Regions from separate parts of the Mus musculus genome. Here regions 2 and 3 are each linked to region 1. The links are chromatin contacts, called in public HiChIP or PLAC-seq and promoter capture Hi-C maps. All regions are on one chromosome and are shown on one strand. Each heading gives the region's core, a stretch centred on a gene start, on an enhancer-like site or on the middle of the called end of the contact. The rest is flanking DNA. Distances are from core to core; before and after follow the strand shown.

Region 1 (4,353 bases), core at 980-3,479:
AGATTGCATAACTCTTGGGTCCAAGTCCGTTAAATATTTGCAGTGGGTCTTAGGCCTTTTGTACAACCATCGTCTCCCCCATTGAGGTTGGGAGGACTCTGGGAGAGGGTGGAAGAGTCACAAGGGCAGGACTCAGAGCAGAACTCACTGCAGACACAAGTCTTTTCTGCCCTCTTTGGGCCTTTTCCAGATGTAGGCACCCAAAAGCCTTGGCAGAGTGTGGCACTGTCCACAGCACTGAACCTGTCTGTGCGGAATGCCATGTGTCTGTTGGCTAAGACCATTTGAGATGCTCCTGGTGCCAGAATTGCCCCCAGGAAGCAGTTTTCTAGTATTTAAACCCAGTTCCTCCTGATCCTGGCTGCTCTAACGGTTACCATGGTATCTGCTGTGACAGCTCTGAGTGGACTTCTTGGGATATCCATTCTCTTCCCAGATGCTCTGTTGACTTGGGATGCTGCCTGGCAGGAAATATGATCTCCATACCTGCAAATCCTTGCTCTCTGAATACTGGACCTGTGCCTGACCGGAGCAGTGCTGGGCTCCCTGGGCATGGGTGCTACTCATGCTCACACACGCACGCACGCATGCACGCATACACGCATGCAGGCACACGCACACACACTCAGATGCTCCTTCTCATACAATAGTAGGGACTTACATGCTTTCCTGGTACTGGCTGGTTAGATATCCCAGAATCCCCTTGTACTAGATACAGCCGGTTTATTCTTCATCTGCTGGTCCAATACTGTCCCTCTAATCTTTTCAGGAGTACAAATACCTTTTCTGTTTTTCCCGACCTAGAGGCCTCCTGCACCTCAGATATGGGATAGCATCACAGAGTCCCCACTATCACAGGGTTGGTCCTGAAGGGTCAAGCCTTGTTTCTGTGTCCCACTGAGGCCCATGGGGTTGACACAGGCCAGGGCTTTCTTTCTGCTGCTCCGCCCCAGAGACTCCTCTCCCATGACCCAGGGCCTGGGTTTCCTGACATGGGTTCTGTTGGCCTGAGGGGTTTGTAGAGATTCTTCTGCACCTTCTCAGGTGCTGAGGACACTGAACTGTGGTGCCACCACCCTCCCACATTCTGGGGATTGCCCAGTAGGCCAGATCCCTTGTGTATATGCTTGCTCATGGCCCGTGAAGAAGGCCTTGCTCTGGCTGGAAATGACCAAGTCAGAGGGTTTGTGAGATGCTTGGTTCTCCTGAAGCCCACCTCCCTCTCCCTTACCTGGGTGCATAGTCATCTAGCTCCTTAACCTACCATAAGTAAGCCAGACTGTGTATATACATGGGTGTGTTCACTGTGGTATGTATACATAAGTTTTACATGTGTGATTGTTATGAAGGCACACATGTGCACACACACAAGAGACTTTGCTGTCCTCAATACTGGGAAGAGTTGTGGAACAGGGAGTATGGGACAGACCTAGCCCAGAGTAGCTTTCATCCCGTGTGTGGTGTTGGGGAAAATTTCCCAGAAAAGCCAGACAGAGCTGAACAGTGAGATAAGGAGAGATAGGGGAGGCATAGGCCAGGACCCAGCTGGGGTACGGAGGTGGGACTGTTAGTTGTCACATGGTCCTTGGGAACGGGGAGGTATGACTGAGGATCAGAAAGCATTTGAATTTGGGACACCAGACCTGTCAGCAAGCATGGGCTAGCCATCACCTGCCGCCTATAGCAAAGGCTTCCGAGCTAGAATGATGGCTACATTTTTCAAATGGCTGGAATAATCCAAAAGTTATTTTGCAATGTGTGAAAAATTGGTATGAGATTCAGATTTCAGTTTCATTAGGACTGCCACGTCCTCCCTTACTGTCCGTAAGGTATTGTTCACACAAGCAGACTGGAAACCCAGAGGCACCTCCACTGGGGCCTCTCTTTGATCAAGTCATTTTGGAATTGAGGAAGCGCCGTCTCTCCTTAGTAAACTGAAATTAGTGAGCGTAGCAGAATACAATTAATGCAAAAATGCAAACACAGAAAGTGTGCCTAAACTCCAGCATTCAAGGTGCCGTCAGACCGACGCCACAGAGCTTGCCCAACAGCCAGCAATCCAGACACCAAGGGCGAGGTGAGGGGCCGTGTTTGTCTCGCAGTGTCCCTGATCCTCGTGACCTCCCTCAGCATGGCTCAGAAGCTGCCACAACTTGAAAGCCAGTTGAGACCCTGCTCCTTAGTCTTGCTGACAAAAGGGAGATTCCCTGGTAAAGTCAGGCTAGGCTAGGGGCCAGCATGAGTCAGAGGCTCTATGTGAGCTCCGCCTCCGGAGCCGCAGGGTCTTAGCTTCTCTCCCTGTTTTTGTGACCAGATATCTGACCAGAAATCTCTTCTGAGAGGGAGACCAGCGTTTATTTTGCCTTGCAGTTTGAGAGGAGATAGCCAGGGCTGAAGAGGGAAAGCTTGGTGGAGACATGAGGCAGCTGGTCACTTTGCAGTCCTGAAGCAGAGGGGACAGGAAGTAGGGGAAGACTTTAAAATGTCAAGACAGGGCGGGCATTGGTGGCGCACACCTTTAATCCCAGCACTTGGGAGGCAAAAGCAGGCGGATTTCTGAGTTTGAGGCCAGCCTGGTCTACAGAGTGAGTTCCAGGACAGCCAGGGCTACAGAGAGAAACCCTGTTGGGGTGGGGGGTGGGGGGTGGAGAGAGAATGGGGATATCAAAACAGTTTGTCAGGAACCCAGTTCCTTCAGTGAGGCTCCACCTCTTAAAGGCTCCACAACCTTCCAAAACAGGGCTACCAACTGGCAGTCCAGGGGCCAAACACCCAATCCCTTGAGGGACATTTCAGTTTCAAATTAGTGATCTTCTGCCTCTGTCTAGGGGATGATCTCAGAGCTGAAGGTACGCAAAACCCCCCGGGTGAGCCCTGTGCACTGTCTGGATGAAGAAGATGATGATGAAGACCGGGTGAGTGTCTGTGGTGGTGGTGGTGGTGGTGGTGGGTCTCCCCACTGTGAGCAAGGCTTCTCAAGCAATAATACTGGGGAAAGCCAGAAGATGCCAGTGGGGTGTCAGGAACCCACGTCTCCAGAGACCTTCCCCTGCCTTAACTTTCCCATCTCAGAAACCTGGGAATTGTAAATGTCAGAGACCGACACCCCCTCACCCAGTGACACAGTATGATGGGGGATCTCCCCGTAGAAAGTGCATGTGTGCACTTGGTTTTGTCTGATGTGTGTTTATGGGAGGGGGAATTATGTCTGCCTGTTGTGCGTTGTGTGTGTCTCTTGATGTTCTATGTGTGTCTGTTGTATGGTGTCCATGCTCTCTCTTTGTCTATGTGGTTTTGTCTGTTGGTTGTGTGCTATGTATATATGTCTTTTTTGTGTGTGTCTGCTGTTATTTATATTGCTGTGTGTTATCTCCGTGTGCAGAGTATCTTTTGTTAAGTGTGCTGTGTGTGTGTGTGTCTCTCTCTCTTGTGTGATGCTGGTGTGTTCGTTTTCTGTATGCTGTGTGTCTCTTGTACGTGTGGGGTGCATGCACACTGTGGTCTGGATGTACTGTGTCTCTGGGTGCCTCTGTTTTCTGTGTGTGCATGCACATAATATGGTGACATTCAAGGAAACCACCCATCTGTTGCCAGAGGATGGGATATTTTTTTGGGGAGGAGGGGGATGTCCCAGTGGAGATAGCACACCACAACATCCCCAATTACTAGCTCTTGTGAGCAGAGCCTGGCTGGGTTCGGCTGTGAGCAGATGAGTATGTCTGTCTTTCCTCATGTTACTTTTTCCAGGAGAGAAATTGGAAACGTAATTGGCTTCTCTCTGATACCAAATACTAATCTCTAGTGGATGGGTAACGCTCACACCTGAGTGTACCGCCCACTGAGCATGCTCACATGCTGCCCATGCTGGCTAGCTGCCTGTCTATCCCACCTGGGCCACCTTGATATTGAGATGTCACTGCAGGGTCTATGGGCCCAGGAGGTATTTGGTCTCTGGGTTTATATTAAGTTACTTACCTTGGTAGGAGGACAGGCTAGCCATGGCCTCCCCAGAGCTCCTGGAGGCTGCTGGGAAGGGAAAGCATCAGGTAGGTGATGGGTGGGGACCTGATTGGGAACAGCCACACTCCATGTATGCTTCTTCAGAGTCAGGCCTGACTGTGGCTGCTTGGGCTGCCTGCCCACCCACCTTGCCTGTCCCCTGAGCATGGCATCCGAGGACAGAACAATCATGTCACTTGACAGGCATGCACAAGCCTGATCTACAACCCTCTGGCTGGCCTGAGCAGCAAGTGTGGCTCTTTTGACCCAGCAGGGGTCTTGTTTAAAGTCCAATTGATACCCTGTCTTTGTGTCTCTGGTCCTAACTTCTTCTTCACTTCCCTCCCATCCTTC
Region 2 (4,353 bases), core at 696-3,195, 410 kb before region 1:
GTGCTCTGGTGTCAGCAAGGGACAGGCACAGAAGGCCTCCTCTGCTCCTTCGTCCCAGCTCGCTCTGGGCTTTCTTGGTTCTCAGCACATCATCCGATTTCACTGATGTCGTTCTCCTTAAAGACGACAACAGAAGCTGAGAGGGTGAGAGGGATTAGGGTTGTGGCGGCACCGAGTCCGTAGCCCAGCTTCAGGAGGGTGGGCTGCCGACACTGAATCACGTCAAGGGCCTCTCATCATTGGTCAGGTTTTTTAAATAACTGTTATCTTAATTTCTCTCTCTCTCTCTCTCTCTCTCTCCCTCTCTCTCTCTCTCTGTGTGTGTATATATGTGTGTGTGTGTGTGTGTGTGTGTGTGTGTGTGTGTATGTTGGTATTTTGTGTTTTGGACAAATTTGCTTCTAAAAGTTTTTAAAAGTACCAGTAATTGTCATTTTCTTATTTTTTTAGTAACAGCCTATGTCTTGTGATCTGGCCCAGGATATATCTCAAGTCTGGTAGCCATACTGGATTCTCTAGTACCATCAGCAGTGTGTCTCTTCCGTGGCTGTTGATCGTTTGCCACACTCTCCCTGTTGTCACTGTGAGGAACTGTCCCAAGCTATACCTTTCCCTGACCCCTCTCCATCTTGCTCCACTTTGCCTCCCCAGTGTCAGATTCCTCGGAAAGTGCTCCCCGTCCCTGGAGCGAAGTGCTCCCCGTCCCTGGAACATGGTGTTCTGAGCATGAAGGCCCTTGAGAGTTTGCGTGGACCAGGTGTCCTCCAGGACTTCGCTCTACAGCACCTATAGCTCAGCTCCCGTAAAGTGCTTTCTGACGCTTGATGTACCCGACTGATGGAGGCAACTTAGAAGTTGCATTTCACGGCTGTGGTTTTCTTTTCCTGGATTCCAGTGGTGTCGTGTGGCTTTACTGTTTTGGCTTTTTGTGGTTCTCTACTTATTTAGAGTGTCTAACTCAAGTAGTTCATCTTCCAGAGCAGGGAGTGAGGGGCAACCACAAGTGCGGCCACCTCTCGTCTCTGTCTGGTACTCTGCCCCAGGCTCTCTCCGTTGTTCGAGTATTAGTAGACTTGCTCTCTTGCTCATTCTGTTGAAATAATGTTTTGTTCACATTGAGATCTTTATGGTTTTGAGGCAGGGTCTTCAGGATCCTGGACTGTCTGGATGACCTTGAATTGTTATCCTCCTGTCTATAATATTTGAGGGTTTTTGGTTTTGTCTGGTTTGTTTGCTTAAGAAAGGATTTAGATTTCTCAGCTTGGTTAAAAGTTGTGTTGCATTGTGGGTTAGGGATTGGGGCTGGGCACATCTCTTGACCCTGTCCACTCCCCTGCTGGCTTCTGCTTGCTGTCTTTGCCTCCCTGGTAGCAGTGAGCTGCCAGACCGGAGTGCCAGGATGCGGTCAGTGCTATCTTGTTGAACTCAGTAGAAATGAGCTATTTATTATCTTGGATCTGTTTATGGTTTCACTGTAACTTTATCATGGGTAGATAGTGAGTTTTACCACATCTCTTCTGGCACATCTAGTGACCAAGTTTTCCCCTTTTAGCCAGTGCTACCCCCAGTCATGGTGGGTTACAACAGCTTCCAGATCCCAAACTATCCTTGCACGCCCTGGATCACCCTGTTTGGGCATCTTTGATTTGGATTTGCTTGTGTGAGTTTGGGCTGCATGTCTCCCTCAGCCTCGCTGTCCTTTCTTTGGGTCTGTCAGCCTGTATGTGTGAGGGGGCGGCCCCTCAGCCCTTCTTTCTGCCAGGGAAGTTTGCCCCTCTCCGCTCTGCGGCTGGTCTTGATGAGGCGCTAAGTGAATTGTTTGCTCTGTTTCACCTAGACTGAAAACCCCCACCAAATTGTCACCTTATAAATCACAGTCTGCTAGGCTGCACTGGGCAGAGGCCTTGGAGGGCTGACTCTGCCTCAGTGTGAAGTGATGAACCCTGACGTATTGGCCCTGCCTGGGATGGTCAGGGTGGCCTCTCTGACCTGTCCTGTGAGGCATCTTCCCTGATGTAGAGGGTGGCAGAGTTGGCTGTGTCTTGCTGAGGGGGAAGCTGCTGGTTACCTCACCCCCTCTGCTATGGTCACCCCATGTTTGAAGTATCTGAATAAAGGTCCTTCTGTGGCTGTGTACCCAGAGAGAGTGGGGTTTTCTCCCAGAACTGCATACACCCCACAGCCACATTCAGGCAGACAGCAAGGTTAAGTACTTGTTACATTAGCAGTTTGGAATTGAATCCACCTTTTGAAGAACATTAAATTCCAAGACTGTGCCCCACAGTGAACTTTCTCTTACATTCATGCTGTGCATGCGACCTGGCCACCCACCCTGCTCCCTGCCGTCCCCAATGGCTGATAGTTCTACCCTATGGGACCACTCTCCCCCTATCGATGTCTCAGGGAGGTGCTGCACGGTTCTATTTTGCCCAGGATAAAGGACACCGTGGCTTCTCAGTAAGTTACCAGTGAAGCCCAGGGCCTGCATCTACCCACTGTCCCTATGTGTCTGTGTGCCCAGGCCCCATACTGCACCCCTTATAGAGGTGTCAGGCCTCTCTCTTCTGCAGCTCTAAGCTCATAGTCAGCCCTGTAATTAAAGTGTGCCTCTGTGATTAAGGAGAAAAAATAACTCAGAGCTGGCCCGCCCCCCAACTCTTTAGGGGCACAAAGCAGGTGACAGCAGGGTAACAAAGAACACGTGTGCTCTGTGGGAGCGAGCAGACCTCAGGGTACACACAGCTTAGTGGGTGCCTTGGCATTGGTGGCCCCTGAGGGGGCCGGGGAATGGGGTTGAATTGCCATATACTTCCGTCTCTCCCCTCAGAAATTGAAGCCATAAAGCTGGCAGAGCAGAAGCTCAGGGAGGAACGAAAGCGCAAGGCCATGGTGGTGGTAGGCGACCTGCACCCCCTGAGGGATGCCCTACCTGAGCTGCAGGAACTGGAGGCCGGCCGCCAGCGGCAGCAAGCCAGACGGTGAGTGTCGGGCACCGGATGTCTCTTACAGAGCTGGCCTGGATCACCATAGCCCTGGATTCAGAGAAGGGTTGACAGTGGTCTCTGAAGTCTTCCATCCCCGAAAGGTGAGGGAGTTGATGCCCAAGCCACACGTGGCTCAGAGAGCCTCTCCCTTGCCCTGAGCCCTTGAATGTAGTGTTGTGGAAGCAGCCCCGGGCCTGCCCCTGGGGGAAGCCTGCCTAGCCCACCAGTGTGTGCTCCCTCATGCCTTCCTCCCTCTGGCTGGCCTGTTTCCATACTATGCACGTGGTCAGCATGAGGCCTCGTGGTCTTTGCTGTGAATCCACCTGACCTTCCTGCTCCCCTTTCAGACAGCTCTGACATCCCTTTCTTAGGGAACCTCACCGACATCTGCCTGGGTTCCTCCCTCCCCTGATCCCACTGATGGTGAGCCTCTGTATGTGGGCCCACTGCATGGAGACCTCAGGGAGAGGGCTGGAGCCCACACAGCCCTAGACACACCTGTCCTTGTTCAGTGAAAGGATGAGGCGTGGGTGCAGGCCCCGAGGCTCAGCAGTGCAGAGCTGCCCTGGGGGTGGGGTGGGGGGCAGCTGGAGGGAGGGGCTTTAGGACTCTGCTCTCAAAACTCTTGGCTTTGTCGTTTCTGTTTTCTGTTGTTTTGGTTTGGGGTTTGGGTTTTGGAGGGTGGTGGTGGTGAGGGTTGACAAAGTCTCACTATTCACACTGGCGTGTAATTAATTGTGTGCCTCAGACTAACCTTGAACTTAATACAGTCCTCCTCAACCTCCCAAGTGTTGGGATTGCAGGTGTAAGCCACCACCCAAGGCTTATTACTTCTTATTTTGCCTTTAGGAAAAAAATCTTTCTCCCAGTGAGTTTTTATCTGAGGATAAAGCAAAGGTTCCGTGCACTTGTCTGTGAGCCCTCGCCCTTGTCATGGGGCAAGTGGGTGCCTTGCTATAGAACCAGATGGCCAAGGGCTGAGTTCCCAAGATGGGATACCCATTCTGCTCAGGCCAGACAGGGCCCCAACACAGGGTCAAGACTAAGCAGCTGAGCAGAGCCAGCAATGCAGAGTCCATTCCTGTTCTTAAGCAAAAAATGTGACCCTGGTCAAGGATCCCAAGGAGCCCTTCCTCCTACAGCTTCTCTTCTGAGACATGCTCTTGGGGCTCCCAGACCCGGGAGAGCCACGCAAGCAGCCTGCTCTACCAGCCCAGAGAGGGGTGTGCTAGGGCCGTGAGCCTCCCAGGATTGCTTCGGCTGTGAAGGGAGAAAGCTCCCATCCTGCCCCAGCCCTGGCTGCTTCCTCACATGACCGGGTGCTTTGCTGCCCTCTGCTTCAGAACAGCTTTTGAAGCTAAGCATGGCA
Region 3 (4,353 bases), core at 558-3,057, 330 kb before region 1:
TTTCCTATAGATGGAATGATCTGTCCAGTTTCACAGCTATGTGTCATAGTGGGTTTGCAAAGTTCAAGTCCAACATACCTGCTCCTTACATTGAACTGCCTCCCAGTTATGCTATTTTCTGGCATCCTGACCTGTTCTACTTCCAGACTATGAAGATGAAGATATCTTTCTAGCCAATTAACCCATCCATGCATATGACACCACCAGACAGATACCTGGAGGCTGTCAAAATGTCATTTTCTAGCTTCTGTTTATGTGCTCTGTTATCTTCACTTCAAGCTAGTTTTTTTGGCAGTGTACACAGCAGAGAAAGAAGGTCATTCCACTTAATCCTGGTTGAGACCGCAGAGTTCTGTTTTTGCTGTAACAATCCACAATGAACCAAAGATCTATCAAAGCGACCATCTCAGATGAGCATACTTCCTTTGTCCAGATCTCTGTCTCTCATATGTACTTGTGTCAGATCAGCATCTTCAATTCAGTCAATGAGTCACAGGAACACAGGTGATGTGCACAGGGGATGAAAAGGCTGGAACTTGCTCTCTTGTGGCCAAACCACAGCCATTATGAGAAGCAACGAGAGCTAGCTTACTAACAGTAGGTAACACATGACATAAGGGAGTGAGGTCATCTATGAAGCAGAGATGAACCAAACCAGCTGAACACTGCATAAAAGCTGCTATTCATCAGACTTACAAACCATGACTTTAAGTTACTAAGTTCTGGGGTAGTGTGATACCTAGAAACAGACACATTTGTCCTTGTGCACATACTTGTATGTGAAGCTTGACATCCTGGTAGGTGTTCCAAGAGTGATGATCTCTACTTACTTGCCAACAAGTGCACCCGTAGGCACTGCCTGGTGCCCACCTTTTAGGCAGGCTGAAGAATTCATTGAGTGGCTAGCTGGTCCAAAGGACATGTTTTTGTGATGGAAGCAGATGTGGACCGGCTACAACACTACTCCTGTGGTCAGTTCATGCTTCCGATTCTGGACCTCTCCAGGCCCCGTTCTGGGCATAGCACCCCAGGTTAAGACAATCTGGCGAGGAACCACACAAGTTGTTGACCACATCTTGGATGCTCGACACAGTACTTTACCTACCTGCACTTGTCTTTTACTAGACCTTTTTCTTTTTAAACAAACGTGGAAACAGACAATGCAAGCACAAGACACATCTGGTATGCCTAAGAGGTGGCAGAGCCTGAACTTGACCCTGGGGTCTAGGTTAAAAACCGGCCATCATTTCTAGTGACCACCAGTAGACACCCTGCTTCACAAAATCATGTCCCTGCTCCTCTCCCTACTTATTTTCAAGGTCTACGGAGGTGGGTGTCAGTGGCCAGGGCCAGCTCTCAAAACTGGACGAAGGCCCAGGGACGATTCTTGCGGGATGCCAGGGTACCACGTACGGGGTGTAGTAGGTCTTCAAGCGGCGGTCACAGTCGCACTTCAGTGGCTTCGCTCTGATTTTCCCTGCCCCATTCCCAGATCCCACAGGATCTCTAGGATCCTTGGTCCCACCTGTCCCCTTAGGTCCCATCCGAGGCTCCTGCCCGCGAGTTCGAGAACCCCGCCCCCGTCGATCTTCTCGGTGCGTGTCGGAGGCTCCCTTCCGCTTCGAGTCTCCCTAGCGACGCACGACCTGTTTTGGTTCTAACCGCTAACCCTCGCAGTTCCCGCCGCCGCGAGCGAGTCCGGACGTCGGCTCCGGGCAGGAGGCGCGCACGTCAGCGTGGAGCGCTGGCTCCACCCCTGCAAGCGAGCACGCGCGCGCGGCTGCGGCGGCTGGGGCGGGGCGAGCCGAGGGGGCGGAGCCGCCGGCGCCGAGGCTAGAGGCAGAGGCTGAGGCAGCGGCTGAGGCTGAGGTGGCTGAGGCTGAGGCGGCGGCGAGGGGCTCCTAGCTGGGGCCGCGGGGCTAGCCGAGGCCGCCGCAGCGCCCAGAGCCAGACGCCGGCAGCCCGCGGGCGCAGCGTGAGCGGAGGTAAGGCGGCGGGGACGCGGGCGGCCGCGTTTATGTAAGCGCGGGGCAGGTGGCTGAGGCCGCGCAGCGCCGGCGGCCGCGGACCTGACCACCGACCCCAGACCCTATGGTGCGGGGCCCGGGCCCGCGGCGAGCTGCGGGGTCCCTGGCGCATCCCGGGCGGCGCGCGGAGGGCGGGCCGCGGTCCTCTTGGATGCGCTGCGCTGCAGGAGGAGGCTGCGCCCAGGACGGCTCGTCCGCTCCTGGAGGCGCCGCGTCCGCGTGGGATGCGCTGCGCCGCGGCGAGCCGACCGTGCGCCTCTCGGACAGGAGGTTGTGCCCGCGGAGAGGACCCTGTACTCCAGGGAGGGGACCTGTGCCCATCAGAGAGGAGACTGCGCCCGGGGAGGGGAATGGTGTACCGGGCGGAGGGGACCTGTGCTCCGGGGAGGGGACCCTGTACCCCGGGAAGGGACCTTTACCCAGCACAGGGGACACTGCACACCGGGAGGGGGACCTTGTGCCCTGCAGAAGGAAAGCTGCGTCCGGGGATGGGGACCCTGTATCCTAGAGAGGGGACCTGTGCCCTGCAAAAGGAAAGCTGCGCCCTGAGAAGAGACACCCTGTGTCACTCTGAATCTGTGTCCGGGGATGGGGACCCTGTGCCCTGCAGAAGGGACCATGTGCTTGGTAGAGGAAAGGTTGAGCTCTGTATTCTGCAGAAGGGACCAGTGCCTAGCAGAAGGGAGGCTAAGCTCAGGCTGGGGGGTGGGAACCCTGTGCTCTGAGGAGAGGAAGCTGCACCAGGGGATGGGGACTTTGTGCCCTGCAGAAGGGACCATGTGCTCCGCAGAGGCGAGACGGCGCCCAGAGGAAGGGCACAGGGAGGGAACCCTGTGCCCTGCAGAGTATACTCTGAACTCCGAGGAGGGAGACCCTAACCCTATATCCCACAGAGGGAAAGCTACGCCCAGTGAGAGCATCTTGTGTCCTGCAAAGGAGACACTGCGCTCCCACGGGGTGGACACCGTAACCTAGGTGAGGCAGGCTGCTTTTTTGGTGGTCCATGCCCCTTCCGAGGGCTCAGAGCCCACATGGGCGCCGAGCGCCTGGGAGACGAAGTTCCGAGTACCCAGCGCGAGTACCCAGCGCGTCTGCTGTTTGTGGGAGCCATCTGGGACATTAGGGGTTGGAGGTGAATTTTGACGCGCACACATAGGCAAGAGGAAAATCACTGTGTGGTGTCTGTGTGCAAGGGAAATGTCAGATGGGGCTGTGGACGCTAGACTAGTGGCGCCGGAGTCGCCTTTGGAGGACCAGAAAAGTGTTCCGTTCGGGATTTATGAGGGGGATATCCGCACTGGAGTGTCTGGTTGGAGGTCAGTGTTTTCACCTAGCAGGTTTGGGTTACTTCTGATGAGGGCATCCTTTTTTTTTTTCTTTTTTTGAAAATCATTTATTGTATTCCATTCTGGAAGTATAACGAAAAGAAGCCCGATAGCAAACTTGGTCTTTTTACTGGTAGGTGCGGTAATTAAGATGATCAAACATTAGTTTTTACTGAGAATAGGAATAATGTATTAACCCTCTTTGTTCCTTTGAAAGGAAGCTGCATTTTTCCAAACCTGTTTTTGTCTCAAGACAAAACTGTTTGTAAAAGCCAGCTGTTTTTGTTTTTTGTTTTTTCTTTCTCCGGGGATGGATGAAACTTCTTTACCCTTCTTCCTTGAGACAGTTCCCTGGAGGGAAAGAGAGAAAAAAAAGGAGGCAGAAGGTAGGTTGGGACAGCTCCTTTTGGAATGAGAGAATTAATGGTCCCTTGGTACAGGATCCTCCAAGGGGCAGATTCACAGCATGGGCCTCCACAACAGGAGCTTGATAAATAGTGGATGAGACACACTGGGCTGGGTGCTGTGATCCCACAGTGGTGGGGAGGTGGAGTCCACAGGCTTTGAAAGGAATGTGTTCTCCATGCCTGTTAGATGTCAAGGGGTTTCAGAAACTGGGCACACTCAGCTACTTCCACGTCAGCTGTGACGCTCCAGTTGGAAGGAGCAAAGGAGACCTTTCTGCAAGGACATTGTTGAAGAGAGAAACTGATGACGCGTATCTTCCATGATGTGTCCATTCAGTCATTGCTGGTAGGCCCAGACAGGAAGATTAGCTACCAAGAAATAACATCATCCTGAAAGCACATCTTGGCTCATAGGCAAATTCACTTCTTTGTAAGTTTATGTGCCGTAAAGCATTTAAACTGCTTTAGAATTTTTTGGAATAAAAAAAATCCTTTAAACCCATCTTGTCCAGTGAGTGAACAGTCTCTAACTGGTCACGTGCTAGACCTCCCCTCTGGAGCTACAGCGCTGACCTCCACAGCACAGTACAAGAA

The links. Promoter capture Hi-C pulls out the DNA fragments that hold promoters and counts their contacts. HiChIP or PLAC-seq counts read pairs in DNA pulled down with a chosen protein or histone mark.
Region 2: a contact with region 1 is called in an H3K27ac HiChIP or PLAC-seq map of epiblast stem cells. The contact joins two enhancer-like sites. A contact is called at or near these places in 1 of 39 promoter capture datasets (neural stem cells), 16 of 484 Hi-C or Micro-C datasets (the AML12 cell line, the G1E-ER4 cell line, adipose-derived mesenchymal stem cells and 9 more), 1 of 115 datasets of contacts at active chromatin or transcription factors (epiblast stem cells) and 1 of 9 other capture datasets (embryonic stem cells).
Region 3: a promoter capture Hi-C map of stem cell-derived epiblast-like cells shows a contact between it and region 1, with 2.0 times the contacts expected there. The contact joins the promoter of Adarb1 here to the enhancer-like site in region 1. A contact is called at or near these places in 10 of 39 promoter capture datasets (the 3T3-L1 cell line, 3T3-L1-derived adipocytes, the HPC-7 cell line and 7 more) and 2 of 9 other capture datasets (adipose tissue and macrophages).

The regions. Positions count from the first base shown.
Region 1 is chr10:77,087,432-77,091,784 of GRCm38.p6, reverse strand. Col18a1 (collagen, type XVIII, alpha 1) reads left to right here. Exons shown (of 42, transcript NM_009929.3): 4 at 2,829-2,915. Among named protein-coding and RNA genes, the nearest start is that of Slc19a1, 56 kb to the right of the region's middle. Within about 2 kb of position 2,229, at least 100 of the 459 cell types and tissues checked have an H3K27ac peak or open chromatin away from gene starts, as enhancers often do. A contact at or near this core is called in adipose tissue, epiblast stem cells and neural stem cells, where this site is marked.
Region 2 is chr10:77,495,988-77,500,340 of GRCm38.p6, reverse strand. It overlaps Fam207a (family with sequence similarity 207, member A), which reads left to right. Exons shown (of 6, transcript NM_133998.3): 4 at 2,828-2,978. Among named protein-coding and RNA genes, the nearest start is that of Fam207a, 18 kb to the left of the region's middle. Within about 2 kb of position 1,945, at least 28 of the 459 cell types and tissues checked have an H3K27ac peak or open chromatin away from gene starts, as enhancers often do. A contact at or near this core is called in epiblast stem cells, where this site is marked.
Region 3 is chr10:77,415,727-77,420,079 of GRCm38.p6, reverse strand. Adarb1 (adenosine deaminase, RNA-specific, B1) reads left to right here and starts at 1,807. Exons shown (of 11, transcript NM_001024837.2): 1 at 1,807-1,985. Gm17769 (predicted gene, 17769) reads right to left here and starts at 1,704. Exons shown (of 1, transcript NR_027377.1): 1 at 1-1,704.